Linked DNA regions of Sus scrofa: region 1 is linked to region 2. Evidence: chromatin contacts called from public Hi-C data. All regions are on one chromosome and are shown on one strand. Each heading gives the region's core, a stretch centred on a gene start, on an enhancer-like site or on the middle of the called end of the contact. The rest is flanking DNA. Distances are from core to core; before and after follow the strand shown. Region 1 overlaps PBX1 (pre-B-cell leukemia transcription factor 1). Region 2 overlaps PBX1 (pre-B-cell leukemia transcription factor 1).

Region 1 (5,953 bases), core at 1,251-3,750, 73 kb before region 2:
CAAAGAGAGCAGGACCTGGTGAGCCAAACCTGAGTGCTGGCAGCAGGAATCTTCCTGTAAACATCTGTATCCTGGCAGGTTGCGTTGTGGCCTTGAGAGGAGGCTTTCAGTCAGTTTTTAGGCTTTTAGTCCACACCTGGTATGTGGCTTGTACTGAGTTAGAAACTATTAAAGGGTGGGGTTGGGGAAGTGAAACCTACCCAATTCCTTTCTCACAAGCCCTAAAAACATTCTCTGCAATTTGTGGTGCTCACTCTGGGTGTGACAGTGTAATATGGAGCATCGTTAAAATATCAAATACTGTAATAGAGACGATACTCAGTCTTAGAGGCAGGCAGAGATCAGTTCAGTCCCAGGGGAGTGATGGTGGGGGGCATTGCTGGTAATGGAGAGGAGTTTGGGCAATGAGTTGGAAAATGAGTAAGTTTGGAGTCAGCAGAGGACAGAAGAATGGACATTAAATTTGAGAAGAACCAAATAAACAAAGATAGAAAGATGGGAAGGAGGGTGGCATTTTCATTGCAGTTCTCACTGCATCTAAGTTTCCCTGCTGGTAAAAAATGAAGGAAATGATCTTGGCCAGTGGAGTGCCATCTCGGGAAGGGTACCTGAAGGGGTTATTACATTGATAGCTGCCTCAGTGAGATGCTCTGTGTTTGACCTGCATCAGTGGCACTGAGTACCTGGACCTCTTGGGAGGAAGAGTGGGAAGGTGACATTGGAGGTGTTTCTTTGGAGACGTCGGTCCACCTGGTGTATGATGTGAGCAGAGCTAGATTTGGGGAGGAGGAAGGTCCTTCTTGGCCACAGGATGAGTACAGACTAGCAGATACAATCACATTGGGAAGGAATCCTAGGGTGTCTTGGGGACCCCTCCCTTCCAAGACTGAGCTCTGTCTAGAGTTGCCAGACAGGTTTTCAAATAAATAATGCAACTACAGGAGTGCCCGTTGTGCTCAGCAGAAACTGATCTGACTAACATCCATGAGGATATGGGTTTGATCCCTGGCCTCGCTCAATGGTTTAAGGATCCGGCGTTGCTGTGAGCTGTGGTGTAGCTCACAGACACGGCTCAGATCTGGTGTTGCTATGGCTGTGGTGTAGGCCAGCGGCTACAGCTCCGATTTGACCCCTAGCCTGGGAACCTGCACATGCTGTGGGTGTGGCCCTAAAAAAAAATAATAATAATAATGCAGCTACAAATACTTCCAGTAGTAGTCTTTGTGTAGCTCTGGGATGACCAGAGTGCAGCATCCCAACTACTTGGGGCAGGAGTGCGTTGGCTCCAGAAAGTTAGAACACACACTTTCTAGATACATCCTCTGCCTGGACCAAGACTCCATTTCTGGTGGAAAAACAAAACAAAGTTATTTCTCGCAGCCCTACGTGGAAACTTGTGTGCCTTGGCTGAACCCATCAGAACAGGAACAAACCAATTAACGGTCCTCCACTAGGGGGAGACTGTGATTTCAGAGCAGTTAAGTGGAGTGAATGTGTCTGTACCCACAGTACCTAGAATACTCTCAAGGATCATTGATAATTGCAACAGGGATAACTTTTACTGTATTAGCAGTCTTTTATTAATTTAAGGATTTACTATGTATCAGATGCCATATTTGTTGTTTTGTTTAATCCTCTAAAGAAGAATCAAGGGAGGTAACATCATCCCCATTTGCATAGATTGAGAAACTGAGCGTCAAACATGCCCTTAAGCCATGGAGTTGGGAGAGAGATCTAAGCCTGATTCCTGAGCTATGGGCACTTCAGTAAGCATGTTAGTTGTAGATGTCAACTATTACCTTTAGAATGGATAAGCAATGAGGTCCTGCTGTATAGCACAGGGAACTATACCCAATCACTTGGAATAGAACATGATAGAAGGTAATAGGAGGAAAAGAATGTATATATATGTATGACTGCATCTCTTTGCTATACAATAGAAATTGACACAACATTGCAAATCGACTATAATAAAAAAAATAAACAAAAAAAGATTAGTGGTATTTTCATGTGAATTTGTTGTGAACAGCATGCTTTATCTTTTTTTCTCTTACTCTAAACTTACACATATAAGTTAATATATATGATACTGTGTGGTATTGGCATGTAGCATGTTCAAGGTCATTTTAGAGAATTCAGATTGTTTTTTGCAGAAGGATCTGTCACCCCCAGCATGCCTGGGGTGAAGATCAGTGGCTGCCAGTTGAAGCCCCCAGTTGGATCACATTTGGGTACTCCGGCTTGTCATGGCTCAGAGTGGTCAAGAAGGTGCTGCTCCTGTAGGTCTAACTCTGGTTGGCACTATTTGCCAACCAGGAGTATTTAGGATTTGGGGGACTAACAAAACCTTTAAAACAATTCTATAGCTTTACCATGCCAATTATTATCCCGTGGTAAGTATTCATGTGACCTTGAGTTAGGAACATAGGTGGTGCCAAATCCTGAATTGCCCAGGCTTTGGGGATCAGCTAAGCCCAGCCCTTGCTACTTCCTGAAATCAAAGCTCGTGACTGAGGTTGCCTGGCTGAAGGACATCAGAGAAGCAATAATGCTTTTGACCGTCCAGACATATATAAAGATGGTGGAGAGATTGACAGACTCTTGTTTCTGTGGCAGGGTCTGGTTATGAAAGAGCTCTGTTTCAGAATCGCAGATTTAAAAATGGGAAAATGAGAATTATAAGTAAGGCGTAGTTTAAGGTCTTTTGAAGCAGAATTGCAGCCCTGTTTTTTCAGGGTTTATGGTCAACCCGCCTCCCCTGAGTTGACTCACACTTGGTTTTACTGAAAGAGGAGGGGCTGACCCTCAGGAACTGGCCAAATGACAACTTTTGGCTGATAACGAAAGTGTTTCAGATTTCTACTCAGCCTTGCTCCAGGCCAGTGACCCCGTCAGATCGGATCAACAGTACAAGCTGGGGTGGGGGCCACTAGGAGCTGCATAGGAGACCTGCCCAGGCCTGCTGGGCTATGAGAAGGACACGTGGTCAGGGTGGGATCCCATGAGCAAGCAATGCCATGTTGAGCCCTTTTTCTGTCCCCTCTTATTCAGGTTTAAACCTGAATGGGGTTTCAGAGAAATTCATTTATCTGCACTCCATCCCATGAGAGAGAAGTTTAGGGTGCTCATGGTCTGATGTCTTGGGTAATCTGTAGAACATGAGTCTGGATGCCAAATATGATTCAGTTCTCTGATAAACCCACAGCCGTAATGTGGGCATCAGGAAATGCTGGCCATTTTCACTTGGCCTGAGTATTTGAAAGCTTTAGGCTATGAATCCACATTGTAAATACCGTATTTACAAGAAATCAGGGAGTCAATAGATGAGTTATCAGAATGGAGACCTTTTCAAAACCATATATGTCCTGGACCATAATCTCTGCATGTGGGGAGGCCCAGGAATGTTTTTTTTTTTTTAATTTTTTTTGGGGGGAGGGTTGTTTTTTTGTTTTTTGTTTTTGTTTGTTTTTGCTTTTTAGGGCTATACCCACAGCATATGGGAAGTTCCCAGGCTAGGGGTTGAATCACAGCTGCAGCTGCTGGCCTGGCCTACCCCATAGCCATAGCAACATGGGATCCAAGCCTCATCTGCAACCTACACCATAACTCACAGCAACAGTGGATCCCTGGCCCACTGAGCAAGGCCAGGGATGGAACCTGCGTCCTCGTGGATACTAGTCAGATTCGTTTCTGCTGCTGCGTGGCAGAATGGGAATGCCAGCATGCGTATTTTTGAAAAGCTCCCCAGGTGATTCTATGCCATGCCCCACTGAATTGAAACCCAGTGCTTTAGATTAATTCTATAGAAACATTGTTTTTGTCCTGTCCAGTGAACTGCCAGCTGTGGCTCACCATTCCTGTCACTGAATTTGAAAGTGTTCTGGCTCCTGAGAGGACATGCAGTGTGCATGTGTCCAAATATGTGTGTGGACGTGTGTATGCGTGCATTCATTTGTTTTCTGAAGCGCAGGGCCTGCTGCTGGCCCTGCGACATGTGATCAGAGCGATGTGGACGTGGCGAGTCTGGGCACAGTGACCCTCCCCATTTCACCCCGTCAGCAAACACAGTTAACATCCTCTAGGTAAAGCTCTGGAATCCCGCGCTGACCTTTTCGTGAAGCATTAGAATCAAGTTGAACATTTCCAGTTTTACCACAAACGCTTGCCCCATGGGAAAACACTTCCCTACATTTTATGACAATTGATTCTGATTTGGAGGAACTAATTTGTATTGAATGCAAAATGTCCAGCCTTACATGGAACCTGGAAAGTCCCCACGTCCAGACAGGTCCAACGCCGTGTTTTTATTGTAAAGACAGGGAAAACAATGAAAGATTGTGTTTTCAGTTTCAGAAAAGCCTTTTGTCATGGTTCTACAGATTTTTATTTTATTTTATTTTACAGTCCTGTGGGTCTAATGACAACAGGCAGTTGTTACAGGTATCTGGGCTGGTGGGAAACTTCACCCTGTCTGGATTCTAAGCTCCAAGATGGCAGAGCCATCTTTTACTGGCTCTTTCACTCTGCAAAGTTCCTCATTGTGCCAAGATCCTGATGTGATCATGCTGACCCCTCTGAGGGGTTCTAGGATACATGACTGACATTTGGACTCTGCAGTGAATGTCAGCCTTGCATTTCCCACATTATAGTTCTGTCCACCGAGGAGGAAAGGCACTAGGACTTTAGGTTGTATTCAAGGGCCCTGGAGCCTTCTAACCTCATTTGGAAGAAGTCACAGAAACAAAAAAGCTGCTACCTCTTGGACTAGCATCTGCTGATATAAACAGGAGCCCCTCAAGGATGCCAGGGCCCAAATGGGGGCCTCACCTAGAGAAATAGTATCATTGGTCCTTGAGTACCCCCACCCCTGGGCCCAACTAATGTCTTTCTCAGTAGAAATAGCAAGTGGTGTTTAGGGAAGGAGGTGGTGAGATGCCTATTAATTTTTAAATTTTTTAAAAAGCTTTTATTCAAGTATAGTCAATGTGCAATATTGTGCCAATTTGCAGATGCCTGTCAAAGTAACAGAGAGGCCCAGTAAGAGTTCCTGTCATGGCTCGGCGGTTAACAAACCCAACTGGTGTCCCTGAGGATGTAGGTTTGATCCCTGGCCTTGCTCAGTGGGTTAAGGATCCGGGGTTGCCATGAGCTGTGGTGTAGGTTGTAGATGCAGCTCAGATCCTTTGTTGCTGTGGCCGTGGCATAGGCCGGCAGCTACAGCTCCGATTCAGCCCCTGGCCTGGGAACCTCCATATGCTGAAGGAGCAGCCCTAAAAAGACAAAAAAAACCCCAAAAGACAAAAAAAACTCAACAGAGAGGCCCCAGTGGAATACTGCTTGTTTGGTTTTATGATCGCTGGCCCAAGGGAGGTGGTTCCTCTCTCCTGGAGCTGTGGTGGCCTTAGGGCTTCTGTTGTTTCCTTCCTGAGCAGGTCTACTTATAATGGTTATACCTTTATTGCACAGAAAGACAACATTTAGGAGAACCCTCCTGGGCAGGTAGTGGAGTTGCTCTTTCTCCAAAAAAAAAAGTCTCATCTCTGATGGGCACCCACCTCTCTTGACTTGAACCTGTGAGTAGGTGAAGCCAGGGCAGATGTGGGTGTCTGTCAGGGTTTCTTGAATCCCGAGAGTCTATAAGCCTTCTCAGATTGTGTGGGCTGTTCCCGTTTCTGGAATTCGCCTTTGGCATTGTGCAGGGGAGTTTTTCCAGGTGTGCTTTGTGGTGGAAAGGTCAGCTAGCTGTGAACCCAGGAACATGGGACTCACTGCTTCTCCCCCACTGGCACTTGAACAGCATTTGACTGGGATGCCTATGAATTCGGGAACTAGAGGCTCTTAAGACTCTCTTCTATCTGATTTTCAGCCTGGTCAGAGTTCTCTTAGGCACTGCTACAAATCTCAGTGACTCAATTTGTAAAGTTGGGTGGCAGGTGTTTTTTTTTTTTTTTTT
Region 2 (6,423 bases), core at 98-2,597:
GAGGAAGCAAGATTCTCAGTGTGCTTGGGAGAAGAACCGCAAGACAGGAACATAAAGGAGTTCCTTGGTGGCACAGCAGATTAAGGATCTGGCATTGTCGCTGATGTGGCTTAGGTCACTGCTGTCACATGGGTGTGATTCCTGGCAAAGAACTTCTCTGCATGCCACAGGTATGGCCAAAAAAAAACCCCCAAAAAACCCCCAAAACACAAAAACAAAAAACAAAACAAAAAAAACCCAAAACCATAAAGAACCAGCAAAAGGAGGGGAAAAAGATGTTTTGAATTGTATTGTGTGAGCTGAGGATCGATTTCCTGGCCTTGATGGTGACATTTCGAGCTTTCCTAGAAGCACAGCAGGTGAGGTAGCGACTGTACGTATGCGTGTGTCTGTATGTCTATTATACACTCATTGACTTAGCCTGGTTCCCTCTGCTCTGCTGCTGTTTCCTAACATACAAAACCCCAACTCTTAACTCTAAATCCATCTTGCTTTCTTATTCTTCCCAAAGGGACCTTTATCGATGGGATTGATTTCGATTTAACCAACAATTGAAAAGCTACCAGTTACCAAGTATGGACATGTGCCTTTGTAAAAATAACCTTATTTAATCCTTTAATAAGAATTACGGTGTGGTTGGTATTATTATTGATTGTTGGGTGATAAAGAAGCTGAGCTGAAGGGAGGCAAGGTCACATGGTAGGAGTCTGGTACCTGGCTCTGTACCAGTGTTCCTCTTTTGTGCCATGGTACAAGGTGAACAGAAGAGAGCCTGGGCCTGTGTTTATACTTGTGGGGGATACTGAAATCTGATGGGAGAGGAAACTGGCCATGTATCAGCACCTGCAGGCAATATGCTAGATGTCTCATTGAGACTCCAAGCTACAGAACCATTCTCCTCTTAAGGCAAGAGAATAGTGAGGCATTTCTCCTGCTTTCTCTGTGGCCACTTCCTTGAGAAACTACCTCTGGAGAGAGAAGCTTGCATTTGTGGGGATTGCATGGCAAGCCGCCAACCAATGGCTCCACCTTTTTCATGCTTTTTAGGTACAATGTAGTAGGAAACCATTTCTTGCACGTTGGGCTACCAAGTCTGTGGGGCTCCCACACCCTGAACTGGTCCCCCCCAGAAGCTTTTCTTCTTCCTTTACACCTCTCTGCTTAGCAGTCTGAGGCCAAGGCCAGTGTGAAGTCTTGCCCTCCTACCAATGTCTGTGGCGCCTCTTCAGGCCGAGGGGTTTCCTGAGCAGCAGTCCAAGCTTGAGCTGTTAAGGACCAATGCCCCTCGCCCAGGCAGCCGGCACCCATCCAGGAAGGCAGGAGTCTGTTGCCCGGTGCAGGAGTCTGCTCTCTGCCAGGTGGTCCAGGAGACTCCGTGTGCCAAGCAGAGGATCTGTGAACGGGATCCGTGCCCGAGTGTTTCCTGAGAAGTGGAAAATGAGTGTGACCAGAGCCGCCAAAGCCTGGCCCAGAAAAGGGGATGACAAAAAAGCGTAGCATATTTCTTTAAAGAAATGCCTCTGCCCCCCAGTATTAACCATGATAGCAAAAACCCTAAAATCATCTCCAGAGGGTCATACATTTGTATTTTTATCTCCAGCTTTAAAACTTCTCACAAAGCCCTGCACATGGTAGTGATGGGTGCATGTGAAGAATGAGACCACATTTTATTTTGAAACACATAACAGTGCCTCGCACCACAGGAGATGCTCATTGAGTAATTGTGGATGAAATGTTTCAGGAATCTCAAAGCCTCTCTCTTGACCGACTTAAAGCCCTCAAGGCCCCTTGCTTGGGCTACTTGCCTAACAAACCGAGGAGAAAAGTTGAAAGGGCTAGAAGACATCTTATCTTCCTATGTAAACCCCTGTTGATGCACTAAGAGACCAGAGATCTGTGGGTCCCACCTTGGTGTCCCTGAGCTTCTGACAGCTGAGAGGCAGACAGCTGCCAGTTCAAGGGTGGCTTTCACCCTTGAAGACTCCATGAACTTGGACAACTTCATGAACTTGGACAACTTCACCCTTGAAGACTCCATGAACCTTCTGACAACTGCAGCATCAGAGATCTCCACCCAGGATGGACCATCTCAACTCAGATGGTAACTAGTTCTCCCAGGCTAACCGGAAGCTCTGACCAGCAACAAGCTCTAATCCTGGTTTGTAAAACTTAGAAAATCAAATGGTTAACGATTTCCATTTGTTGGACAGAGTCTTTTAAACACACACGCAAATGAATGAGGGGGTTGAGAATTCATGGAAAACATCAGGACACACTTATCCTAAACCTCAAGCCATTAATGTGAGGTTTCGGTTCCACATTTTGTTCAAAAGAATCAAACTATGTCATCATTATTTTCCAGCTTGAGCTAGGAATTTATTATTTGTGGATGCAGTTGTGCTTATGAGGAATGAAAGAAACTGGGGGAAGGAAGAGAGAGTTGTGTCTACTGTGATTTTTTTTTTTTCTTTTTTTGCTTGCCAGCCACCTACTCTGGCAATGTGATGTTCCCACCACGGGTCTCAGGACAGTTGGTGCAAAGTGTAAAGAAAGACGGAAGGAATCTAAACTTGGGCTCTTGAAGCCAGCGCCCATGTCGGATTATTCAGCACCCACCTCCCTTTCTGGCACCTTAGAGGTGCTTGGTTAGTTATTTGCTTATGTGAACCAAGCATTCCTCAGAGGACTCATGTGGGTAACATAGATTGTGCAGCTTTCACTGGAGGCCACTGCCCGCCCTCCGAGGAATTCTTTCCCAGGTACCAGTCAGGTGCCAGGCTCTTCCTCATACCCAGAGCCTTCATGGGTAATGTTGGCTTACTGGAGACATACCAGCTGTGGGTTCCAGAGGCTCTGACTAGATGACAGCATGTATTTGCTTTGTTTAGAATTTTCAGATTTGAAAAGTCCGATTTGACCATTCTTTGAAGTGCAGGTGGAAGACGTGGCAGAGGGACAGGCCTTTTACCAGAAGTTTGACCCTCGTCCAACTTGTAACTGGACCAGTGGGAGGAAGAGCACATCTAAGAAACTGCCTGCCTGGCCAAGGACAGTGGACTGAGGCAGAGATCACCACGGCCACACCATCCTGCATCCTTCCCTCCTTTTCCTATGTTAAGAGATGCTTGAATAGATGCTCAGTGCCAGTGGCTCTGTGAGGTTATACAGGGGGGATGCATGGATGTAGGACAGGTCGTCACTGCTTCTCAGAAGCTCACAGTCTTGCTGGCAAGGCAGCAGCTGTGACATTGGCTGTTCTGAGATGTGCTGTGGCTGTGATGTAGATAGTACTTGCCCTGGTGGCTTAGAGGCAAGGGAGTTCATTTTTAGCTATTGTCTGGGTAGGTTTCAAGGAGAAAGATTTTGAGCTGAGATTTGAAATGGGATGGCACGGTAGTTAGTGGTTTTTTATGGCTGAAAGGGAAGAGCCACATGGCCCAGTGGCTCTAACTATAATGGTTCTATGGCAGAAAAAAAGTCATTGAAGAGGATCGGATTTGGAGGAAATTTCAAAGAAAGTAAGAAATCGATGGGAAGAACTTCCTTCCTTCCTACCTCATATCTGATTATCTTTCCTTAGAGTGTCAGACATGGGAGTTCACTTGTGGCACAGTGGGTTAAGGATCCAGCATCGGCACTGAAGCAGCTCAGGCCTAGCCCAGGAACTTCTACATGCTGTGGGTGTAGCCAAAAATATATAAAGAAACAAACAAAACAAGCATATCAGTCATGCCCTGGGCATCAGGACGTTGTGTGCATGCGTGCTTGTGTGCATCTGTACACTCCTATGCAGAACTGAAATCATATCCCCTTGGCTACTGTAGGGTTCTGTGAGTCAGAACCCTACTGTTGTAGTAGAAGATGAAGTGGCTAAGTGTGAAAGACCTAAATTCCAGTCATGGCATTTCCCGTTTGCTTTGATTGGGGGGAAACTACTCAGCCTTCGTTTATCCACTATCTAATTTTTTAATATTCATGTTTTATATAAGGTGATGCAATTCATGGTGCCGAAGTACTTTCTGAACAAATAAAAGGTGTAACTGTGATATTTCCAGGAGGCAGGCACTTTGCTCTATTTCTCAAAATGCAGGGACAATGTATTTCTGTCCCACACTTCTGTCCAAAGTTCTGACCACCTGGGAGATAGCAGAGCAGGTTTGGCGATGAGCCTGGGCGAGCTTCCTGGTCAGGTGTATTGAAGACCAACTTGTGGACAGTGGAACACCTGCACAGGGGTTCAGTCTTATGATTTCAGATCAAGCAAAGGGATTGGTCGGAAAGTATGAGGTCTCATCCTGGGGGGAACGCCTTGTGCCCTTTTCCCAACCACACGTCTCTTGTCTATCCATCTCTTATCTCTGTTGACCCCTCAGCCCAGCTTTGGTCCCTGAACTGCTGTTTGAATCTGAAGACCACTGTCTCTGTAGAGCTGCTCTCCTTCTCTGCTGTCTGCCCCACCCGTGGAAGCAGGAATCTAAGTGGGGTTATTTTCCCCAGCTCGAAAAGAACCTGGGGACTGGAAAAGACCAGGCCCTCCCAGCCCAGCCAGTCCTTGGTGAAGAAAGAGTGCCCTCTAGTGGACATTGTCTGGAGCTGCTCCGGATTCCCGTGGAAGCTCCGCCAAGGACAAAACAACCCCCTCGCTGCCCTCCTGCCAAGGATCTTGAATATGCCTTTGGGTTTAGTTTGTTTTTCTCCTGGTGTGAAGAGAAATAAATAAATAAAGAACAGCGGGAGACCAGTTGTGAGAGCAGCTTCGACAGTGCTGTGACAGCCCCCTTATCTTGGGAGTTTCACCAAAGAATTAACCCCAGGCCAGTGACGTGACATGAGGCTTTTTAAAGGGCATGAGAAGATTTCTATATAAATCACTTATCTTTCTTGACTGGTCTCTTACATGAGGAAAAGGAAACTCTTTAAGGATGATTACCGAAAGGGTTAAATCTCTCGTTGGGTGACCTTTTTCGGAGAGCAAATCCACTGCAGTTGATTTCATTTTTGGTAGTGGATGTTTTCAGACCTGACGGTTAAACCCCTATATGCACTGGCATAAGCAGGGGATTTTTTTTTCCCTTTAAAACCTGTTTCAGTAAAAGCGGTTGGGCTGGGGAGCCCAGAGGGGAGAGGGCGGGGGAGGACGCAGGGCGCCCATCAGGGGAGCAGGAACCTGATCATATGTGATGGTTGCTGGATTAGGTAACAGCTCTGCTGGTTGAAATTGGATCTTGGAGGATGAGTGTTAACATCTCTGGTGTCCTGGCGAAAGGTTCATTTGAGACTTGCATGGTGCCACAGAGATAAAAAGGAGCTTTTAAATAATCATTTTGTCTCCTACTTGCCAGAGTGCTGACTTCAAGCAGTAAATAGGTAGCATCACTTCTGCTTAGACATATCGGCCTTTTCATTTATTTATTTAATGTCGGTGGGATTTTTTTTTTTTTAAATTCGCTAGCTGAACAGTTTTTCGTACCAGTGAATCCCAGCACCCACTTTTATCGTGGAACATTTGCATCCTGCTCCTTCTGTGCAGAAATCTGTACATACAGTGCTGTTTATTGGTCCATCCATGCCTCCTCCCGGCACACACGCACAGCCCGAGACCATCAGAACCAGAACCTTCCATGTGTTGTGGTGGAAAAAGAACATTTTCTCTTCATGTTCTGTGTGTGTGTGTGTGTGTGTGTGTGTGTGTGTGTGTGTGTGTGTGTGCGCGCGCGCATGTGTGTATATAGTTGTGGTTGTGGTTCTGACCCTACTCTGAAACTTCTATTTTCATAATGATTTGAACATAATTTAAAGGGCGTAATTTGGAGAGGACTGTTGGGATTTTGTTTTTTTCTGTTGTTTTATTCACATCTCTGGCATGGGGCCTATTTATGAGTCTCGAACTCTGAGTAAAAATGCCAGTAACATGGATGTTATGGTGTATTCTGTTTCTAGCATAGCAATGTCTTCTTGGCTACATTTAGAAACCAGTTATAGGGAGTTCCCGTTGTGGCCCAGTGGGAACAAACCCGACTGGTAACCATGAAGTTCCGGGTTCGATCCCTGGTCTCGAAGTGGATTAAGGATCCAGCGTTGCTGTGAGCTGGAAACTAATTATATTAAATCCTTATGAATCCAAATTTCTTTTTAAGGAGTAATTGTTTAAAAGATTTATCAAATGATCTAAAAGCTAAGCAAAATGATAACACTTTTACTATGAATGTCTGTTCCTCCCGCCCAAATAAATGTATCCTTTATACCTGAAGGGGGACAAAAAGAGAAAAAGATTAGTGTTTTACCCTCTGGGATTGTCCTGGAATGTCAATCCAGGGGGAGGCGAGGTCACAGTGTATTCTTCAGTGTCCTTTCTCAGCTTTAGCAGTTTCCTTTATTTCATTTAAAACCAGTTAGATTTTAAGACCAAGAAAAAATATTAAT

Evidence for each region. A called contact is a pair of places that touch in the nucleus more often than the background predicts.
Region 1: a Hi-C map of omental adipose tissue shows a contact between it and region 2, with 2.2 times the contacts expected there. The contact joins two enhancer-like sites. A contact is called at or near these places in 19 of 47 Hi-C or Micro-C datasets (alveolar macrophages, embryonic fibroblasts, epiblast stem cells and 11 more) and 1 of 2 datasets of contacts at active chromatin or transcription factors (skeletal muscle).

What each region holds. Positions count from the first base shown.
Region 1 is chr4:86,000,573-86,006,525 of Sscrofa11.1, reverse strand. The region is part of intron 2 of PBX1 (pre-B-cell leukemia transcription factor 1); the gene reads left to right. Among named protein-coding and RNA genes, the nearest start is that of PBX1, 170 kb to the left of the region's middle. Within about 2 kb of position 2,500, at least 18 of the 83 cell types and tissues checked have an H3K27ac peak or open chromatin away from gene starts, as enhancers often do. A contact at or near this core is called in omental adipose tissue, where this site is marked.
Region 2 is chr4:85,926,000-85,932,422 of Sscrofa11.1, reverse strand. The region is part of intron 2 of PBX1 (pre-B-cell leukemia transcription factor 1); the gene reads left to right. Among named protein-coding and RNA genes, the nearest start is that of PBX1, 240 kb to the left of the region's middle. Within about 2 kb of position 1,347, at least 6 of the 83 cell types and tissues checked have an H3K27ac peak or open chromatin away from gene starts, as enhancers often do. A contact at or near this core is called in omental adipose tissue, where this site is marked.